Regions from separate parts of the Zea mays genome. Here regions 2 and 3 are each linked to region 1. A link is a contact called in public Hi-C data. All regions are on one chromosome and are shown on one strand. Each heading gives the region's core, a stretch centred on a gene start, on an enhancer-like site or on the middle of the called end of the contact. The rest is flanking DNA. Distances are from core to core; before and after follow the strand shown. Region 1 holds the start of LOC100281652. Region 2 holds the start of LOC100282629 (Signal peptide peptidase-like 4). Region 3 holds the start of LOC100193107.

The links. Hi-C and Micro-C count contacts between places; a contact is called where the count stands out from the background.
Region 2: a contact with region 1 is called in a Hi-C map of leaf, with 2.0 times the contacts expected there. The contact joins the promoter of LOC100282629 here to the promoter of LOC100281652 in region 1. A contact is called at or near these places in 6 of 25 Hi-C or Micro-C datasets (bundle sheath, ear, endosperm and 3 more).
Region 3: a Hi-C map of endosperm shows a contact between it and region 1, with 2.1 times the contacts expected there. The contact joins the promoter of LOC100193107 here to the promoter of LOC100281652 in region 1. A contact is called at or near these places in 5 of 25 Hi-C or Micro-C datasets (bundle sheath, ear, endosperm and 2 more).

Annotation. Positions count from the first base shown.
Region 1 is chr5:67,936,795-67,939,972 of Zm-B73-REFERENCE-NAM-5.0, reverse strand. It overlaps LOC100281652, which reads left to right and starts at 1,523. Exons shown (of 9, transcript NM_001154571.2): 1 at 1,523-1,603; 2 at 1,883-3,178. The coding sequence starts at 2,116.
Region 2 is chr5:67,426,889-67,430,066 of Zm-B73-REFERENCE-NAM-5.0, reverse strand. It overlaps LOC100282629 (Signal peptide peptidase-like 4), which reads left to right and starts at 1,442. Exons shown (of 14, transcript NM_001155537.2): 1 at 1,442-1,814; 2 at 1,959-2,117; 3 at 2,603-2,714; 4 at 2,900-3,019; 5 at 3,177-3,178. The coding sequence starts at 1,686.
Region 3 is chr5:68,408,365-68,411,542 of Zm-B73-REFERENCE-NAM-5.0, reverse strand. LOC100193107 reads left to right here and starts at 1,489. Exons shown (of 2, transcript NM_001138269.1): 1 at 1,489-1,959; 2 at 2,507-2,922. The coding sequence starts at 1,642. The coding sequence ends at 2,680. LOC103626504 reads left to right here. Exons shown (of 17, transcript NM_001352177.1): 17 at 46-592. The coding sequence ends at 111. It also overlaps a transcript of LOC100193709 not described here.

The DNA of each region.
Region 1 (3,178 bases), core at 274-2,773:
ATCAATCATTCTATAAATAACCAGCCATTTATAAGAAATACTGAGATAATAAGCAACGGATGAGCGAAACGGGCGTGAGATGGGCATTAAGGTAATAAACTAGCTTTGGACTCGTTAAAAACCGAGCTATAGAATTAGCTTGACTTATTTCGTTTGTCAAGCTTATTTAGTTCACGAGCCAAAAAAACAATATACATATACTATCTAACAATATATTCAATTGCTAGTTAATTTCAGACCAATTTAATATTAGAAAAAGAATAATAATGCTCATAATTTCATATTTCAACACTAAATTAATATAATTCATTACTTATTAGTTCATTCAACATTAGTGTAGGTTTTGTTTGCTCATAAATGCTAGCTTATTTGAGCTAACGAGCTTGGCTCATTAACCGATCGAGATACTAGATCAGCTAATGACAAAATTGGAACGAGTCGAAACGATAGAACCAAACTGACTACGAATCGAACGAACTGGCGAGCCACGAGTATTTTGTTCAGCCCTTGGTTCAGATCAGGCCAGTAAAGCCACACAACCGACCTAGAGCGCCAAATTTAATTCTGGCCGATCAATAATAATACAAGGAAGAAAAAGAAGATTTATTTTTCAACGATGAGCATCGCACAATAATGCATTTATTTATTATAAGATGAACATGCATGCATGCGTGCATGAATATATTCCCCCACGCTAGCTAGCTGCTACCTGCTAGCTATGTCGACGACTTTTAGTTATTTATTAATTTGACAAATGGCTGCGGTGGACACGCATGGATTTGATTCGAGATGCTCGGCGGTGACTCGATCTTTCGTTAGCTAGCTTGAAGAAGCTACGAACCCTGAGGCGCCTTGTAGCTAGCTAGAGAAGCAAAAGCTACGTACCAAAAGCTCCAGCTAACAAAGGCAGGGTAAAAGTATTCGTGACCTAGTGGAAGAAATATTTCTTTGATCTTCTTCATGTGTATCCAGAAAAGAAAAAGATAGTAAAGCATATGCTTATATATATAGTAGATGCTTATGCATGCATGTCGGAGTACATATGTACTACTTACTTATAGCAGTAGCAAGCTACAAATGCATATGGTAGCTAGGTGTTGGATGCATGGATTGCTGCTGTTCCGGCGATCTTCCGGCCAGAGCATGAGATAGATCGATCGATCGAGAGTACTACCGGCCGGCCAGAGCATCTGCTACTGTTCCGGCGATCTTCCATCAGCGGATCAGCGGAGGTATGTAATTTACATACCCGGCAACCTGTAATCTACAGTTATTTGGAAGCCCAGGATATATATATATATGGATTTGTTTTTTAGGAAAAAAAAATTCTCATGCATTTTAGATAAATACAAAATACACACATTCTAGACTACGTACGCACGTAGATTATTTTCACTTTGCTCGTAAATCAATAAACAACTTTCCCATACCATGAGAATGAAGGCAGGCCCAGCCCAGCCCAGCCCAGTCCAGTCCAGTCCAACCCAAACCTCAACCGACACTCCCCGTGGGGGGCGGTGCCGTCGCCGGCGACTCGCCAATTTTGATTTGAAGAAAAGAAACCACCAGCCACCACGCCCGCGGCCGTCAGCCGGAGGTGAAGGTGAGGCAACCAATACCCGGATGGATTCCTCTATTAGCTACGTACTAGTCTGATTCCCCCACCGTCACTCCTCGGGCCGCCCCCAGTATTTTTCGATTCCATTACCTGAGGAATAATCTCATTAGTTAATTATTTGGGTTTGAACCAGATACGCATGCAATGCATGCAGGCAGGGTGTTCTGTTTCATCATTCTTTTTTTTTCTTCTCATCTCCGGCACGGGGACGGGGATCAGATTCACGCCACTTTATTATTTATTACTATGCTCACCACTTCTCAGCACGCAATTCATTACAAAAGGGTCCCCTGCCAAGATCCAACACTCATGAATTGCAACAATACGGATCGGAGACAGCGAGCAGATCTCGCGGACTTGCAATTGTAACTCATCTAATCCCTTATTACTTTCGTCGTTGTCGTCGTCGTCGTCGTCGTCGTCGTCATCATCATTTTGTGCAGCCTGTTTTATCTTCTTGCCGCAGCCCCTGCTGAGCTGTGAGCTGTATGCATGGCATGGCCACCCCTGTGGCGCCTCTTCTCCATGATGAGCCTCAAGCTGCTGGTATCTTACTCCCAGGGACAACCCAGCATTCAGATCAAACAAACTCTGACTCTAGAGTTGGAGAGCTTATACTGCCTAATGGGGATACTTATCGTGGCGCGTTATCGGGCAACACGCCACATGGCCCAGGTTGTTATATCTGGTCCGATGGTTGTGTTTATGAGGGTGATTGGAGGAGAGGCCTCAGGCATGGCCGAGGCAAGACGCTGTGGCCAACAGGGGCCACCTACACAGGTGACTACTCCGGTGGCTACATTTATGGTCAGGGAACGTATACCGCCGGGCTTAACAGTTACAGGGGAGGCTGGAAGCTGAATCTTAAGCATGGCCACCTTGGCCTACAGACATATCCCAACGGAGACACTTTTCAAGGTTCTTGGGTGCATGGGCAAATGCAGGGGCATGGCACCTATACCTGGGCAAATGGGAACACTTATGTTGGCGCCATGAAAGATGGGGTCATGTCAGGCAAAGGAATTCTCACATGGAACAATGGAGATTCATTTGAAGGGAACTGGTTAGATGGTGCCATGCATGGCTATGGAATCTACACATGGAAGGACTCTGGCTACTATGTAGGAACCTGGACAAGGGGGGTCAAGGACGGAAAAGGCACGTTCTATCCAAAATGCCGTGGGATTCCGGTTACCGACATCGACGATTTAAGAAACAGAGGTGTACTGCCTGGTGCTGAAAGCCAGACTCATGGTTCCCGTATCCTTCACTCTGCCTCATCGGACATGGCAGACATGGTGGCTAGCAGAAATCAGGACTCTGTAGGTATTTCATCTGTTAGAAGCTTGAATTTTGAGAAAACTCGCTCCACTAATGTGCTACTGGAAAGAAGGTGGAGCCTTGGAGTGGCTATTGAAAAATTCCTCGGTCGCGAAACCAATGAAAGTTCTGCAATTGAAAGATGTGAAAACAAGGCTGATTCCAACCTTCCTATACTGGAACGGGAATATATGCAAGGTGTTCTCATCAGCGAGGTCGTGGTGGATGCAAGCTTCTCGA
Region 2 (3,178 bases), core at 193-2,692, 510 kb after region 1:
CGACGAGGTAGGGAAGCAGCGAGGGACGCGGGCAGGGCGAGCACTCGGTGGGATCTAATTTGCAGGGAGGATCCGAGGGGAGGGGGATCGGTGGAGTGAGCGGGGGAACAGTGGTTTGTGCGTGCGCGGAGGGGGCCGAGCGAGGGCGATGGCGGCATAGACGTCCCGCAGCAGACACAAGCATGGCGGTCTAGAGCCTCGGTGGGGGAGATGGGGCGGGAGGGCACGCCCTAGCTTGTCCCCGACCACATCCTGGCATGGGTTGCAGATCCACCGCGTGCCGACGTTTGAGAGGGAGATAGGACTCCACAACGGCACGGTGATGGCGATGGTGTTTAAGAAGGAGAAGGGAGATATGACTCCTGCCCGCGATAGGGGGCGGCAGCAGTGGATCCGCGGGGTAGGGGGTGCGTGATTAGGGGAAGGGGAAGACGGATCGGTGGGACGGGAGGAAGGCAGAACCATGCACCGTGGATGCCTACACTCTATTCTTAAGAAGTAGTAGAGATTTTGATTTGTGATTTATATATTGTAGTTTTGTTTATTTTGGTATGTCAATTATGATAATTTGTACACTTAGCTACATATTTTTAATTATATTTTAAATTTAGTTAATTTTAAAATTATTTAATTTCTTAGGTATAAAATGTATCGTTCTAGGACCGACGGAGTAGTCGGTAAAAACAAGAGTCGAGAAAGACTGAGATGGGAGTGAACAAGAGGAATTTGATATTTCGCCACTTTACTTTAGCATCCATTTACATTGTGTTACTGACACCACAGTCATGACATAGTAAAAATTTGCCACCACTTCTAAGGTTATGTTTGGGGCAGTTCTAACTCCAGTAAATTTGGTGGAGTTGGTGAAACAGATTATTAGGTGCTCCAGAAAATAATGAAACTGGAGCTCTAAGCTTTTAGAAGACATTTAGACAAGTCATTTTATTTGTTATTTAAATTAAAAATATTTTTAAAATTAATTAAATTAATATTATAAACTATCTGGAGGCATTCAAACACCACCCTTAGTGCTCGTTCGCTTTGAGCTGATTGGACAGTTCGTAGCTGTATTCCAGGCGGAATGAACGAGTCTGGTTTGGAATCCGGTTCCACCTGCTAGAACTATTCGTTTTGATATTGGCCGAAAAGAAAACCGCTTGAATTCGAGCTAACCCTTTAATCTTTGGCCTGGAACAAACTCAGACAATCCACCTTTCGGATTGATTCCCAGCCAAGAAACAGACTAGTGACCATGATTAAGTGGCTGGATTGGTTACTGATCCGGTTTTGATTCACATCTGCCGAACGAGGCCTTAAGGTTTTATTTGGGTACTTTATTATTGATCAAAATTCATATGTATTATCGTGTTGAGGTGGATTAAAGTATAAATTAGTTTAAATTACATCCTATCTAAGTCAACATATGTGGACTGGGGTCAATAGTACCCAAACTCGTGACAAGCAGTTAATTTTTCGAGTGAACAAAGAGACGGGGGCACAGTAGTAGACCGCGGAATCCGATCTAACCCTAAACCCGAATCCCAAACGGAGGAGGGCACTCGGCGAGGCAGGTGGCGATTCTGCGATTCTCCTGTCACCTTCCGTCGTCTCCATCCCCTTCCATTTCCGGCGAGGGTCAAAGCAGGCCTCTTGCTCTTGGGGGTGGTTTGAGAGAGGGAGAGAACATGGCCGCGGCGGCGGTGTTGGTGGTGCTCACGGTGTCAGCGCTGGCGGGGGCAGCGGCCGGCGGTGATATCGTCCACCACGATGACGAGGCACCCAAGATCCCTGGATGCTCCAACGATTTTATCCTGGTAAGATCACAAAGTCTTAGCCTTTTCCCTAACCCTTAATTAAGCAGCTGCCCCCCCCCCCCCCCCCCCCCCCCCCAACACACACACAAATGTTTCTGTTTAGTACTGAAATCGATTCTCCATTTCTTTGTACTATTTGTCAAGGTAAAAGTGCAAAGCTGGGTCAATGGCAAAGAGGGTGGCGAGTTTGTTGGCGTCGGTGCTCGGTTTGGTCCAAAAATCGTCTCCAAGGAGAAGCACGCAAACCGAACTAAACTCACGCTGGCAGACCCTATGGACTGCTGCTCTCCTCCGAAACATAAGGTGGGTATTATCCAACTAGTGATGAAAGTGGGTAACCGAATTGTTAGGATAAATTTAATATTTTAAAATAGATATGTATGAAATTCGATATTGACCTTTTCCTATGTTATCAATCACATTACTACAAGAATAAAATTTTGCATAAAATTGTTTTATGCATTATTTACTCCCTACAACAACAAAAAAGTGTAAAAGTATATGTATCCGTATCCGAATTTTATATCTATCGTTTGAGAAGATATATAATAAATTTGAGATTTACCTTTTATGAATGTTTACAAGCTCAATGCTAAAAACAAGAATACAAATTTGTATAGCATATTATATATTCTATTTATTCACAATCAAAGAAAAAAGATCAAAACAATTGATATCCGAATAAGAATCTGTTTTCATCCCTATAATCTAACCGCAACTTAAGTTATTGCAGCCTATCTTCTAACCCCTAGTGGCTCTGTCCTCTAATTGTTTCATTCTCGTTCTAGGTTCCTGGAGATGTTCTTTTAGTTCAAAGGGGAAAGTGCAAATTCACAAAGAAAGCAAAGTTTGCTGAAGCTGCTGGTGCTTCTGCTATAGTAATCATAAACCATGTCCACGGTGCGTTTTGAGCGCTGTCTTGTTTCCCTATCTATAACTTGTGGCATTGCTTCTTGTAAAAATGTTATGTATTATCCTAGCCATGTTCCTCCAACAACACCTTGCATTACGTTTTTAGGATATTAAAATGATCAACTTGTATCAGTATTTGGTTTCACTAATTCTATCATGCATTTACTCTACAGAATTGTACAAGATGGTCTGCGAAAAGAATGAAACCGACCTTGACATAAATATACCTGCAGTTCTCCTACCAAAAGATGCAGGTTCTGCTTTACATACACTTCTTACAAATGGTAACACAGGTAAAATGTTAACTTACCGTTGTCACCAGCATTTTAATTTCCATTTGAAACATAAAGGTGTTAACACTTAACTGACCCTTCACCTTTATGTGGACTTGTCCTTTGTTCTATCTGAAATAGCTTACCATGTACTGACTTATCCTTGTCTCTTCCTTAGTT
Region 3 (3,178 bases), core at 240-2,739, 470 kb before region 1:
ATTCTGATGGTTCCTGCTGACGGGCTGTTGCTATTGTTTGGACAGGAAATCATGCGCAAGAAGTTGCTTTATGCGATCCTGGAAGGCCGAGGATCATTTGATCTTTCATAAGAAATATACAATATCCGAACTAACATACAGGGGTCAGTTTTATTCTGGAGATTTAGTTTCTTGGTCCATGTATAACACTGAGTTGAGGTTACCAGCTCACTCAGCAAACGGCTTCAAGGGCGAGAGCCCCAGTCCTCACTCGGATGCAGGTGCTGCTGTCGATTTCTCCCTTCTTTTACATTTGTTCAGCTACTGTATTCTCTTCGAGGGTTGCCCTTGTCACCTGCAATTATGAATCTACAGCTTTTGTCATCGAGGAAGTTTAACAGATTTTGGTTTCTCTACCATGATCTGTTTCCATTGGGCAGGCTAAGCTATAGTAATTGAGGATGTGCGCCTTGAGTGAGGATGTGCGCCAACAAGAACCCCCGTTTGTTTCAGTACATGTAAATAAAAGGGATTTTTTGTTCCAGAATTGTTATCTGTAACAAGAACATCTACATCTGTGATGACTGACCATTAATAAATGTGTCCCGGTGTACCATTTGTTTTTTTTCTTTGAGCACTGGCAGTAGCAGGATACACAAAAGGGAGTGTATGCTATATACTACTAGTCGCGGATAGCTCATCTGGTCATGGCCACAGTTTTTTCTTATGGAGAGAATAACAAAATTTGGCCCTATAAACAGAAAAAAATAAAGTGCAAGAATCGGCAGCATGAGAATTGTTTGTACCCAAGACTATCTTTAGTAGCTTACCCATCCTACTTATATTTAACTCTACAATAGTGTAGTTTATAGTGCAGAAAAGTATATAAATAGTGTTTTAAGTAAACTATTAAACTCTACTCTACATTTAAACTCTACTATTAAACTCTACGAATAGTGTAATCTATAAATAATGTTTTAATTAAACTATGAGTAAACTACTGACTGTCTAAGTGTTATTACTGAGGATTCCTACACCACGATAAAATATACTTAGTCCGTTCTAGCTTTTATTTTTATGTCCATATTTAAATGGATAACAATGAATCTAGAATGCATATACTAATATCCTAAAATAAATATTATTCTAAAAAACAAATTATAATGAATAATAATAACTATATATATAATCATAGGTGCAGGATAATTTGGTTATTATAATTATTATTATATAAGATAATTAATATAATACTCACACCATCTTAAAATATAATTTATTTTAGATTTGGAGTGTTTGAATGTACTAGAACTAATAGTTAGTTGACTAAAAATTGTTAGTAGAATTAGATAGCTAACAAATAACTATCTAACTATTAATTAATTTATCAAAAATAGCTAATAGCTAAACTATTAGCTAGAGTGTTTGGATGTCTTAACTAATTTTAGCGACTAACTATTAGCTCTAGTGCATTCAAACACCTCTAAATCTGTTCATTGCCGGCTACCTTTCATAAATAACTTATGAGGCCAAACTAAAGAGGGCAGGGCAGGCGAATCGAAGGAAAAGTAGTCAGGAGAGGCGTTTCCCTCGCAATCGACCATCACAGATCAAATCGCTGCAACTAGCTAGGGTTTCGTCGCCTCATCTCTCGTCGATCCATCGATGGCGTCCGAGGGCGAAAACAAGAGGATGATCACGCTCAGGAGCTCCGACTTAGAGGAGTTCGAGGTGGAGGAAGCGGTGGCCATGGAGTCGCAGACTCTCCGCCACATGATCGAGGACGACTGCGCCGACAACGGCATCCCGCTCCCCAACGTCAACTCCAGGATCCTCTCTAAGGTCATCGAGTACTGCAACAGTCACGTCCACGCCGCCGCCAAACCCGCTGACTCCGCTGCCTCCGAGGGCGGCGAGGACCTCAAGAGCTGGGACGCGAAGTTCGTCAAGGTGGACCAGGCTACGCTCTTCGACCTCATCCTGGTCGGTAACCTCCCCTCCCCTTGCTTCTTTTGCGATTCCTGTCTATGTATAGGTTAGATTAGATCTGCTACTGTCTTTCTAGGGTTCGGATTAGATCAGTATATATTGATTGATTGGTTGTGCGTCGTGGTGGAGGTCCGTAACCAATCAATTTTTTTTATCTCATAAGAGATGTTGTACTAGCCCCTGCTGCTCTGGAATCAATCAACCACAAAAACTGTGATGTGGCTAGGAACACTGTTGATAAATCATGCTGTTGCTATTATTCGTAACAACAATGCACCCGTATCAAGCTAGCTACAGGCGGGGATGATATTTGGTTTGCAGTGAGATAATTTAACTAGCTAGTCAGACAGAATTTGGCTTGTACTTGCGACTTTTGCACACTTTGGGGATTGTTCGTTTGACCGCCACGTGGATTGGGTGGTATTGAGTCGGTTTAAATCCATCCAAATTCATTCCAATACACTTCAATCCACATGTAATTGGACGTGATTTGTGTTATTTTCTGCCATTGCTGGTTGACATAATGGAACTGTATTTTCAGGCTGCCAACTATCTGAACATCAAGGGATTGCTGGACCTGACCTGCCAGACGGTTGCTGACATGATCAAGGGCAAGACTCCGGAGGAGATCCGCAAGACATTCAGCATCAAGAACGACTTCACCCAAGAGGAGGAGGATGAGATCCGCATGGAGAACCAGTGGGCCTTCGAGTGATTGTTGTCTTCCTTTCCCTGGTGATGGTGGTGGTTCTTTTACAAGAACAGATGGATGTCTGCACTGCACTCTACAATGCTAGTCTATCTACTTACGAAATAGTAGTGAAATAGTAGTATAATGGTCGTGATGGTTGTATCCTTTTTTGGATTGGATGTATGTCAAGCTGGTGGGTGCTAGTTCGTCTGTCTGGACTTGTTACTAGTTAATATCTCATAATACATATATAAAAGTGGATCTTATGATGATTTGCCTCCATGGCTGGTTGTTGTGCCAACGGTCTACTCGTGGTTGTCAAGGAGATAAGGGAAATGCTGATAAGGCCGGCCACTTGTCTGTTATCCACCACCCTTCCTATCTTAAAAGGAGGAGAAAACGAAAATGAAATTTCTGGCGCCTGTCTGCCCGCCCCCTGATAAGGCCGGCGAGAGAGAGAGAGAGAGAGAGAGAGAGAGAGAGAGAGAGAGAGAGAGAGAGAGAGAGAGAGAGAGAGAGAGA